Regions from separate parts of the Mus musculus genome. Here all the other regions are linked to region 1. Evidence: chromatin contacts called from public HiCAR-type and promoter capture Hi-C data. All regions are on one chromosome and are shown on one strand. The core of a region is the stretch at or near the end of the contact, and the rest is flanking DNA. Distances in the headings are between cores, read along the strand shown.

What was found. Promoter capture Hi-C pulls out the DNA fragments that hold promoters and counts their contacts. HiCAR-type assays count read pairs that join an accessible place to other places.
Region 2: a contact with region 1 is called in a promoter capture Hi-C map of embryonic stem cells, with 5 times the contacts expected there. The contact joins the promoter of Tpd52l1 here to the promoter of Rspo3 in region 1. A contact is called at or near these places in 4 of 39 promoter capture datasets (the C10 cell line, cranial neural crest, embryonic stem cells and 1 more), 1 of 115 datasets of contacts at active chromatin or transcription factors (stem cell-derived neural progenitor cells) and 1 of 9 other capture datasets (liver).
Region 3: a promoter capture Hi-C map of embryonic stem cells shows a contact between it and region 1, with 7 times the contacts expected there. The contact joins the promoter of Hddc2 here to the promoter of Rspo3 in region 1. A contact is called at or near these places in 15 of 39 promoter capture datasets (the 3T3-L1 cell line, 3T3-L1-derived adipocytes, the C10 cell line and 9 more), 4 of 15 datasets of contacts at CTCF or cohesin (embryonic stem cells, large pre-B cells, pro-B cells and 1 more), 19 of 484 Hi-C or Micro-C datasets (the G1E-ER4 cell line, the MNK3 cell line, the N1E-115 cell line and 15 more), 9 of 115 datasets of contacts at active chromatin or transcription factors (astrocytes, embryonic forebrain, embryonic limb bud and 5 more) and 1 of 9 other capture datasets (embryonic stem cells).
Region 4: a HiCAR-type map of astrocytes shows a contact between it and region 1, with 4 times the contacts expected there. The contact joins the promoter of Hey2 here to the promoter of Rspo3 in region 1. A contact is called at or near these places in 14 of 39 promoter capture datasets (the 3T3-L1 cell line, the C10 cell line, the HPC-7 cell line and 8 more), 2 of 484 Hi-C or Micro-C datasets (both in embryonic stem cells), 8 of 115 datasets of contacts at active chromatin or transcription factors (astrocytes, embryonic forebrain, embryonic midbrain and 4 more) and 1 of 9 other capture datasets (embryonic stem cells).

The regions. Positions count from the first base shown.
Region 1 is chr10:29,534,548-29,537,242 of GRCm38.p6, forward strand. It overlaps Rspo3 (R-spondin 3), which reads right to left and starts at 1,320. Exons shown (of 5, transcript NM_028351.3): 1 at 685-1,320. The coding sequence starts at 781.
Region 2 is chr10:31,444,614-31,447,308 of GRCm38.p6, forward strand. It overlaps Tpd52l1 (tumor protein D52-like 1), which reads right to left and starts at 1,345. Exons shown (of 8, transcript NM_001359364.1): 1 at 1,099-1,345. The coding sequence starts at 1,117.
Region 3 is chr10:31,312,096-31,314,790 of GRCm38.p6, forward strand. Hddc2 (HD domain containing 2) reads left to right here and starts at 1,310. Exons shown (of 6, transcript NM_027168.2): 1 at 1,310-1,388; 2 at 2,420-2,541. The coding sequence starts at 1,320.
Region 4 is chr10:30,841,437-30,844,131 of GRCm38.p6, forward strand. Hey2 (hairy/enhancer-of-split related with YRPW motif 2) reads right to left here and starts at 1,347. Exons shown (of 5, transcript NM_013904.1): 1 at 1,130-1,347. The coding sequence starts at 1,212.

The DNA.
Region 1 (2,695 bases), core at 70-2,569:
AACCCCAGAGGATGGGACATGGGGCAACTCAGCAGACAGTCGTGGAAGCCCTGGCGCCTCAGCGCCACTCCACTCGTGCGCTTCGTGGGAAGCTGCAGCGCGGGAGCTTGCTCACTGTCCCTTGGGCCCGCCCCAGGTTGATTGACTAGACTACCATAAAACAACCTAGGGGGAGGGGCAGCCAAGGTTCCCGGAGCCAGGCGGGAATTTGGGATGATCCCAGTCTCCTTGCCTGCCATTATCAAACAACCCAAAGGCAGGGAGACCCAACTGCCTGGGGCTCTAGGCCTCCGTCGGAGCCTCAAAGGAAAGCACAAATCCCTACAGCGAATCTAGGAAAGAAAGAAAGATTTCCAGATCCTGATTTACAGGGGGGGGGGGGGGGGGGGGGGGGCAGACTAGCACCGGGTGCACCGACTCCAGTACTGGTTTGTGTACTGGAGTAGAAGAGCCAGTGCCCCGAGTTGCTATCTCCTGTGGGAGGCATAGGGTGTAGGTTGAAAAGACTGTTTCCTCCAGCAGCTGGGTCTGGGCAGGCAAAACCAGCTGACAGGTGAATGTGGTGGAAGGGAGCAAAGACATAACGCAAAGCAAAACCAAAACAACAACAACAAAAACAAACAACAACAATACCCCCTCCTCTCCCACTCCCCCCCCCAAAAAAAAAGAAAACCCCAAACTTACTTCTTCGCTGGCGCCTTCCTCGGGAGGCGTTTTGGCTGCCAATGTATTCCATAAAGTTCAAAATGATAAAAAAACAAGAAATCAGTCGCAAGTGCATAGTAACCCTGTAATGTTTCCCTTTTTTCTCTCCTTTTTCTTTTCACTGTTAGTTATATTTAATGTTTTTTTTTAAAGAAAAATATGTATGTAGGTGTTAGGCGAGTCTATACGAAGAGTAGAAAAACCAGAGCAGCGGGACTTCTCCACTGAGATCCAACAGGCGTGCTGTGATGGCAAGCGAAGCGGGACGGGTGGACCGGGAAACCAACAATTGCATTCTCAAATTGTCCGAACACAGCCGGCTGCTCTGGGGTGGCTGTCATCGCCGCGAGCGAAGGTTGCAGGAGCCTCCTGGCTGGCCGCAGGTTAGCCTCGGTTGCACAGCAGCGGCGGCTGCGGGCGGAATCCAGGCGAGCAGTGGCCCCTGGGGCTCAGAGGCTGCAGCGGCTGCGGCTGTGGCAGGGACCCCGGGAGCGCAGGGAAGCGGACGCCGTGGGTACCGCAGCCATGGTCAAGGGGCGCTGGAGAGACCCGAGCTGCTTCTGGCGTTCTGAGCAGGAGCCGCTCCAGTGTTGGGCCGGGCTAGGAGCACCCCATAGGGAAGGAGGAGGAGGGAGGGGGAGACGGGATGGCTGCGGGGGGCGGGGGGAGCTCGGGGACGGGGAGGAGCAACAACCCGGAGCGACCTCAATAACTTTCAATTTCAAGAGGGAAAGAGGGAGCTGGAAAAGTACAGGCGTTGCGATTTGGCAGATGGACGGGAAGAGGCGCCTAAGGGGTCCCGGGTCTGTGGCGGAGCATCTCTGGACTCAGCAAAGACGGCGGGAGAACGGGAGCAGGGTTGGGGGAGGGACAATTTGAACCCGGCAAGGTGGGCGCACTGGGGTTTGGTGGTTTCTGTCCCAGCTGTACCAAATACCCCAGACCCAATGCTTCTGTTGTCCTTGGCCTCTGGCAGATCTAACCACATAGTAGTGGCCATGTCCTTCAGTTCTTCAGAGACCCTGCCTCACTCCAGCAACTGCTCTTGGGAAGTTCACCACTCGACTCTCTTGTTCCTAATTTCTTGGGATTTCTGGATACAGATGCCCTCTCAACTCTTAGCCTTTCTCAGTGTCTCTCTGTTGCTTTAACCCTCCCCTCCCCCCCAACTCCCTCCCCCCCCTTTTTCCAGGGAAAGTAGCTGTGGTTGTGTTGTGTGGTCTCAAGGGGCTTAGGTGGGAGTTTACCCTTCAACTTGAAGGTGCTTTACCTGATCCTAAGGGGAGGACCCAGAGGTGTGAGCTCTCTGGGTAACCTGGATGGAAAAGCAATTGTACTGTGGCTTTCTTCCAAGCCCAGCCTTTGCTCTGCAAGATCCCCCCTCCCTCAGGCACTTCCCTAAGTAGTCACTGTTAAAGAGTGTTAATCTCTCTCTCTCTCTCTCTCTCTCTCTCTCTCTCTCTCTCTCTCTCTCATCTTCTTATGCTGTTGAGAGGATCTGTTGTACATTCTGGTTTCTCATCTGGGGGACTGAGAATACTATGTGGAAAGATTGTCTCCATTTGGTGATAATGAGTAAAGGTCCATTTCCATTTCTTGCTTCTGTTTCCAGAGCAAGGGGAGTGGGAGTAGAGGGCTCTTGGCAGTAGAGAGAGAGAGAGAGAGAGAGAGAGAGAGAGAGAGAGAGAGAGAATCAGGTTCTCAGGTTAAACCACTACCAGGGAAAAGACCAGGCCCTGGGATGACTTCCGCTGTTGGGCATCCTACCTCTTCTTCTGTAGCACAGACACTTATAGTTACTGAATTGTTTTGTTGGAGGTCACAAGCCTCAAAGCATTTTTAATGTAAACCTGTCCTAAGGGTGCTGATGAGTATTCTGAAGGATTCTTTTGTAATGCTAAAGCTTTATGCAGCATTGGATTACAGGCAGGCCACTTTGAAACCAACTGAGATTTGCAGGAGTGCCTTCAATGTATGCGTTGATAAGTTA
Region 2 (2,695 bases), core at 95-2,594, 1.9 Mb after region 1:
GGTCATGATGGCATTAATGCAAACCATTCCTTCTGAGTGCTGCTTCCAAAGTGAATTTCCGAGAGCTTTCGTCCTCCCTGTCCCTCACTCCACATAAGACCATCTCTGGGCTGATGAGATGGCTCGGCAGGTAAAGGGCCTGCTCTAAACTGACTGCTCTTCCGAAGGTCCTGAGTTCAAATCCCAGCAACCACATGGTGGCTCACAACCATCCATAATGAGATCTGACACCTTCTTCTGGTGTGTCTGAAGTCAGCTACAGTGAACTTAGGTATAATAATAATAATAATAATAATAATAATAATAATAATAATAATAATAAAGGCAATCTCTGATCCTTTCTAAGATCCCTTTACTCTTATTTTGAATGATCCTAGAGTTCTCTGGATTCCTCCAGCGAACACCCTGAGCACGGAGAGCAGGTGACCAACCCTCAATTAAGGCAGGCACTGGGTGCGGCTGGGGTGGGGGGTGAGGTGGGGTGGGGTGGGAAAGCGACTCTTCTAAGAACACGAAAAACTGGGATAGGGTTATCAATCTGGATGTCGGGGGCGGGGTTGGGGGTTGGGGGGAAATGTGAAGCTCTCTTGCCTTTGAAGGCCAATCCTCCCACGCTGCAGCCCTCGAATAGCAGGGACACTGAGTCTCCACAAAACCACCACCTCTCGGGTCCGCGTCACCCCCGCCCGCATTTGTGAACTGCAAGAGGTGAGCCCCAAGGCCGGAGTCCAGAAGATCCGGCTCTCCCCACGCCTCCCCGGGAAGAACAGCGCAGACATCCGGAGCCTGAACAACAGGTCCTTTGAACACCTTCCAGGACGAGGAAGTATGGCCCACTGACTGCTGGAAGGGATAGTGCAGACAAGGACACAATCCCTGCAGACCCGCTACTCTGTTTTCAGTCCTCAGCCCTTCCCTGGTCCCCAGCCCCACCGCAAAATCTGAGTCAAGCAAAGGATCCCGAAGGCGCGCGTAGGCGCAGAGTTCCGTCTGCGTAGGATGTCCCTGTCTGTCCCGGAGTAAAGTTAGGTACTGAAGGAAAATAGTCTCTCTGTACATCTGAGGACCAGACCTCGGGGGCGACCGGCGACCACCCACCTTGTGCCTGCGCCTCCATGGTGGCCGGTTTGGAGCTGAGCACCGCGGAGAACACGCGGACTCCTCGCAGAGCAGCAGATGGTAGCGATTCCCGAGCTCGGAAGACAGCTAGCCCCGCCGCCCGTGCCCTCTCCCGGCGCGCGTGTCGCGAGCATTCGTGGAGGGGGCGGGGTACTGGCGGCGGCCACCACTGGCCGCTGCTGGTTACCTCCGCCCCTTCCAATCCACCTAGGCTACACAGCGCAACCGAGAACGCCAGGTCGGGCGCCACCTGCCGGCCGCTCTGCGCACCCAGTGGGAGGCTTCCCCTCCAGCACACAAACGCGCAGACAACCAACACCATAGCCCAGAAGCCCACAAGACACAAATGCCTTGGCAGGAAGGAGGTAGGGAGCGCAGGGGTACAATGCTGAGCCATTGGTCCTGGTGGAGACAGTCAGGTTAGGTTCCTGGGCGCCCCAGTACCATATTCTTTTTGTCAACTGACCATTATATAACTTTGTTATATGCCCATTTATAGAACCCTTACTTAATGTAATTGGCTCATTTAACATTGAGCATACAGTGCTCGGACAAAAACACAGTTTATTAAGGTTATGTAATGTGTATACTTCTTCTATAAAGTTCATCACACTATATTGCACTTAGGGTGTTGGGCATGAATCTAGTTTGAAACGAAACTGGGCAGTGCTGGCGTGGGGGGTAGGGGCTGCAATATTTTGAGATTTTTGTTTACTCCAACAGGCAGAAGAAAAACTGAGTTTGGTGTTACAAGCAAATCCGAGTGAAAAGTGACAAAGGAACATGGAGCCTAAGACACATTAATAGGACATGTGTCTTGTTATCCCGAGCCTGTAGGCTGTGTCACTAGATTGGTGTAGGAGTCCTTTTCAGAGAAGACTAAAACTTCAGTCCTGTGTCAAGGCTTGTCTGCTGGTGTAACTGGAAAGCTAACAGTATGAATGGGCGCTCACACGTCACCCCCACCAGTCTCTACGTACTTCCTTTTCCTCAGCGTCTCACAAACTTCATGAAACAGTCTAGCATTTTCTTATGCTTGGTGTTACATAATTTGCAATTTTGCGTGAAAGGGTGTCATTCTCTTTCTCTATAAAATAGATGGGGGAGTCTGGTGAGATTGAAGGTGTTTATTATATTAAATCTCCTGTAATTTCTGCCAAAGAGCCTCAAGTAGATTTACACTCAGGAAAGATAGTGATTAATCAATCAAAAAGTCGTATTTTTACCACACCCAAGTTACTCTCAAAGTTACAGGATAAAATACAAAAATGGGTGTCCTTTCCCTTGAAAGAAAGAATACTGGTGGTTTTGTGGCATGCACACGAGCATGCCAGTGGTTTGGGTTGGGTGGTTTGTCTGTTTGTTTTTCTCAGTTTTGTGTTGAAGATCTCATAGGTATGTAATCAATTTCATGACATTTACCCTATAATGACTTTTAGTGAAAGTTACCAGGCAGGTACAAAGTGGCTACTGGATGATGAAATCACTTTTAGAGTCTATTCAGGTTTTCTGGTCGTCTTAATCCTAGAAATTAAACACCAAGTCACAACAGTTGACTCCCAGCTGTTAAAAGCTA
Region 3 (2,695 bases), core at 60-2,559, 1.8 Mb after region 1:
GGGAGAAAGCAGATAGGGACTATATATAAAACCAGGAATAGGGCTTTCTACACCTAGGACCTTAGCATAGCAAGGCAGCCTGGTGGTGCTGGCATTTGAAGCTTGTGCTTTATAGATAACACAAACCACTCACCTACTTCAGTGCTGGAGAGCACTTGGGACCTCATGCACAGCTACACTACACTGCCAACTTTTCATTTCTTCTGTAGAGCTGACTTTAGAATCCTGGATGCTGCTCATGGATGCTACTTCAGTGCTGGAGAGCACTTGGGACCTCATGCACAGCTACACTATACTGCCAACTTTTCATTTCTTCTGTAGAGCTGACTTTAGAATCCTGGATGCTGCTCATGGATGCTGCCTCAGGGTTCTGTAGAATCTACTGAGCAACATTCTATACCAACATTATGCTATGATGACTATACATTTTCTAGTATAGTTCCCGGTATAGTATTCGGGCTCATATGGAAGAGGTGGTAGGTATATCAAGTAGTGAGAAACGAGAACAGACAATGGTTCATTAGAACCATCACCTTTTAGGGCCCTGTAAATAAATAAACCTACTTTGTTACAAATAAAATTGGAATTCCTTTTTATTTCTCTTTCTTCTTGAATCTTATTCATATCCTCGACTCCCTCTGCTTGAATTTGTCCATATCCATTAACTGCATTTAAAAGTTTGTACCATCAAATTGTCAATGGAAACTAGTCAGGTAGTCCTGGAAGATCCTGATCAGTTTCCTGGCAGAATGGATGCTTGTGGTTTCACCATGGGCTTCCTCTTACTAGCCCATTTCCTGCTTCCTCCAAAGTTTCCTGGTATGTCTGCCAAGCATTGCCTCCCTTCACAGGCTTGCCCAGTGCCTTTGTTAAACTGGTTAAGCGAAGCTTCTTATAGCTAGCTCTTCCTGCCAATCAGACACTGGGCTTCTAAGAAGCAAGGTTTGCAGGCATTATCCAGCTTCATCCTCCTTAGGCCTTTCTGCCCTTAGCGTCAAGCTGCGATTCCTGTGAAAGTTGATGGTTACTTGGGCAGAGACCATCCAAAGTCTGAGCACAGACCTTAGTACAGAGAAAGTGCTCTACCAAAGGAGGAAGTGGGGCTGTGAGGAGGAGCCAAAGGGTGGGGAGGAGCTGAAGGAGGGCGGGGAGGAGCTGAAGGAGGGCGGGGAGGAGCTGAAGGAGGGCGGGGAGGAGCTGAAGAAGGGCGGGGAGGAGCTGAAGGAGGGCGGGGAGGAGCTGAAGGAGGGCGGGGAGGAGCTGAAGGGGAATGGGGAGGGGCTTGAGGTTGACACCGCCCAGCTCTTATGCACTTCAGCATGGCTTTGGCCTCGTCCGGCTCTGGAGCCGGGCTGTTGCGTTTTCTGCGTCTAGTTGGGCAGCTCAAGGTGAGCGGGTGGGATCGGCTTGGCCGGGAGGCGGTGCGGCCCAGCTCAGGCACCGACCTCACGCAACCTCCCTCGCTCAGCCCGGCGTTGCTGGCGGGTACGCAGCCGAGGCTGGACCGGGGACTCGTGCACGCTCCATGCCCAGCGCGGCCACAACCCAGGCCATGGCGATGCTGCGGAGCGGCAGCGGAAGGCAGGAGCCGAAACCCCTGCACGTAGGCTGTGGAAACCTTCCTCTATCACCGTGACTTCCGGAACTGTTGGTTTCAGTAAATCGGTTTCAGCGTGCACCAGCCCTTGCTTGGCAGAGCTTGTGCAGAGCCCCCTTTGTTCCAAGATGAGCTGTTCTGTAACACTGCGACTATTTGTGAAATTCGTTAGATGCATAGAACTCCCAGAGAAAATGCAGACTTACACAGGTTGAGAAGTAGTGAAAGGCTTGACTGCCATGGAAACTCCTCCAAGCCATCTGAGTTAGAATTGGAGAGTCTGTCACATGTTGCATGTACAAAATATTCTATTATTGTATGAAATGAGTTTTTGGACGGCACAAACCTACTACTCTCATAGTTAGGAATAATACTGGGGCTTTGCTTTGCATTTTTCCTAACTACACCACAGATGAACAGCACAGGCTGGCAGCCTGGAACTTGGGTCTTCACCTGTTGAGTTCTTAGATTCCAGGCGTGTACCACCAGGCGTACCACCAGTTTTGCTTTTATGTCTAAAAACTTTTTGTGTATTATCCCATAGTTATACTTCACTAGCACAGAGTAAAGACTATTGGACTTTTGTATACTTTTGAACATTTTTGTATATTTGTGAATTGTCCACTCACTAGTGAGATTTCAGATTTTTATCGATATGATTAGTTTAAATGAAACATTTTTAAAAAAATAGGTTTGAAACCACGACTCAGCTGACATGTGGCTCTGTGGCCATTCTCTGGCATTTTCTTGAAGAGCACCTGTCATTTTTTGTTGTTGTTCCCAGGGATAGTGTTTTGTTTAATTCCTTATCTTATTTATTAGAGAGTTCCACGGACTGGCTGGGTATACAGAAATGTCGAAAAGCCAGAAAGCGTGTCAGATCACATGTACCGGATGGCAGTTATGGCCATGGTGACCAGAGATGACCGTCTTAACAAGGATAGGTAAGTTATTTGAACATTGATGCTTATGAAGGTTTCTGGACTCTGTGTGAGGATGACTTCAGTTGTAAACTATAGTAAGTTTTCTGTTACATTCTGCGTTGGTCTCAGGGGAAACAAGTGAGAAGTTAGGGCCTTAAAGGGTGAATATGTGTGA
Region 4 (2,695 bases), core at 97-2,596, 1.3 Mb after region 1:
TTTGCACTTTTCATGCTTTAACTTTGAAAATGAAACTGTGCCACCAGCCTTAAAACCAAGCTGATATCTCGAGAAGCTGCAATTCACCTTGAGTTTACTAAAAGGTATTTTTAGACTGCAAGGTTCAATCAAGTGATTATTTGGTGGTGTAGTTGGTCCATTAATGTATACTCTCCTAGGACTTTCTGTCACTTTGAAATTCACAGGTACTATGCTTCTTTAGTGTCTTAAACTCTCCAGGTCCTCTCTAGTTTTGAGAAGTTCTATTACCACCCCTTCGGCTCACTTCTGGGTCTTAATTCGAAATCAACTGACTCCTTCCTCACCCCTTCTAGTGACAGCCTACGGTTTCATTTTTTTTTTTAATACTTTAACAATGAGAGAGTTGGTAAACTGTCTCATAAGCATCGTTTTTGCTTTAGCTATTTTTCCGGCTTTGATTTCTACGTCTTAAAATAAGCCCGTGAAATAAATCCAGTTTTCTATATGCGGGAAGGATTTCACTCTTTGAGTGACAGCTGCAAATAAATAAATAAGGTGCTTCTGGGCAAGCCAATTAGAAGCAATTATCATTTGACCCCCCCCCGCCTCTAAAATGGTTGGGTAATCTTGCTGTCACAGGAAACAGGAGGTCTGTCTTCTGTGATCAGAACCTTGATCTCCTGGAGACTAAAGGACAAGCAGGCAAAGCAATGCTGTCTCATCTGCTCCTTATATCTGTCACTCATGGGTGGGTCAGCCAGATCACCCTCTGTCGACCTGCGCAGCTCAGCCTGTTTAGCTCAGATGCTTTACCTCCTCAAAAACTCAAGTCGCGATCCCAGTTTCTCTCAAAACAGAAATCCAGTTGTTTTTCTTTTCTCCTGACCTATTTTGGAACTGTCCCTAAATACAGTTCCAGTACCGGGGGCGTCGCCCGGACGTGCCAGTATGCGTGTCCTGTGCTGACAGCCCTGGACCCTCCCTCGCCATCTCCTGCACGCTCCAGTCCAGCTCCCTTCCAGTCGCTCCCACGCCTAGTGTGAACTCCATCTCTCGCCCCACCCGACTCTAGCACCCGCTTCCCGGGGAAAACGGTCTCCTCTCCACCCGAAGCTCCCCGGACACCCTCCCGCTTTTCCGCGCTCACCCAGGGTAATTGTTCTCGCTCCCCACGTCGATGGTCTCGTCCAGGTCGCTTTCGGAGGTCGTTTCCTCACAAGGGCGCTTCATCGCGACGAAGGAGGAGCAGCTACTGTCGCCTAGCGGAACGCAGCGCGCTCCCCGCGGGCTTCCTCCCTCCCTCCCTGCCCGGCTTCTGCAGGCGCCGCTCCCTCGGCGGCGCGGTCGGCTCCTGGAGGTTCTTTCCCACGCTGCAGCCCAGCCAGGGCGCAAGACCCGGTACTGGCCACGCCCCCCAGCGCGGGCGGGGCCCCTCCGCTTCTTCGTGTGCCCGCCCTGGCCACTCTCCAGGCCCCGCCTCCCTGGGACGGTGTGGCTTTCTATTGGTTAATATGGAGGGGCGGACCCGCGCTGGCCAATGGCTGCCGAGAGGCGTTGGCAGAGGCGTGGGAATGCCACCGCGCACCTGGGAGCCGGGAGTGGAGCGCTGGGGTTGACCGCCGGCGGCGGGAGCGGGCGCAGGCGCGAGAGCGCATGGGGCGGGCGTGTCGGGCGAGGGCTCCTGGGTTTTGGGCCATCACCTGCAAGCCGTGATCTCTCCCGCCGAGTTTCTACCCTCGGTTTAAAGAATAACCGCTAGCGCGTGGCTGAGTGCGAGTGAGCGTGTGTGACGTCTAGGGTGGGAGTGCTAGGCTCGGCGACCCACCCCTCTGGGCTGTCCCTCTTCTGGATCAAGCTGCTGAGTGGCTGACCGGAGCGGTCATGTTGACCCTCAGGGGATTTTGAAAGCTTTAAGTCAAAGTTTTTTTTTTTTTTTTTTCACCCTGCCAGCTCCCCAGCCTCTAGGTTGTGGTCAGATAAAGGACGCCCGCTCACCGGTCCAGGTGCCTAACTGCAGGAGGTTGTCCCCGTGCATTGTTGGATTAGTCACCTCTGGTTACTTCCTTTGTATCTCTGGACACAGAAACTGGAGGGAGGGGGTGTAACTATCTCGGTAAATGGCAGGCTTGAGTGGTCTTCCTACTGATGGGAAGAGGGATTGTAGGACACAAATCTGAGTAGGTTTTCGAGTTCAAAGTTCTCGGATTTGGATTATCCAAATTAAATGTCCCAGTCATCCCTCCAGTTTCTCCGGTGTGTGCAGCCACGGAGTTCTTTAGCATCCGGGGAGAGGATTTGTATTTACTTGTACACTGTATTTGTTTTGTAAAGTTTGCCCAGATCGCTAGTTCTTAGTGCACGTACAGCATGGATTGTGTAAACTCCAGGTGTGGTGTTCAGACTCCGTTTTTAAGTCTCTGTCTCTCTCTGCATACTGTGGGGATTTTTTAGCAGGCTCTGCCGACTTTTCCGCGCGCTCAGGAAGTGAGCAAGACAGTCTCGGGGAGTCTGGCGTGAGCTAGACCATCTGGCGCTGTAGCGCTGGGTGGGTTAGTGGAGGTCTAGAGACTCCACATGGTGCTCTTTGTGCTTGGTGGAAAAAGGCCTTTGAGAAAAGAAGACATCCATCAATCACCGAGACCCTCCACCTTACACAGATAATTATCTTTCTGGAAATCTGACTAAGGCACCCTTTCCAAACTCCATTCCTTGG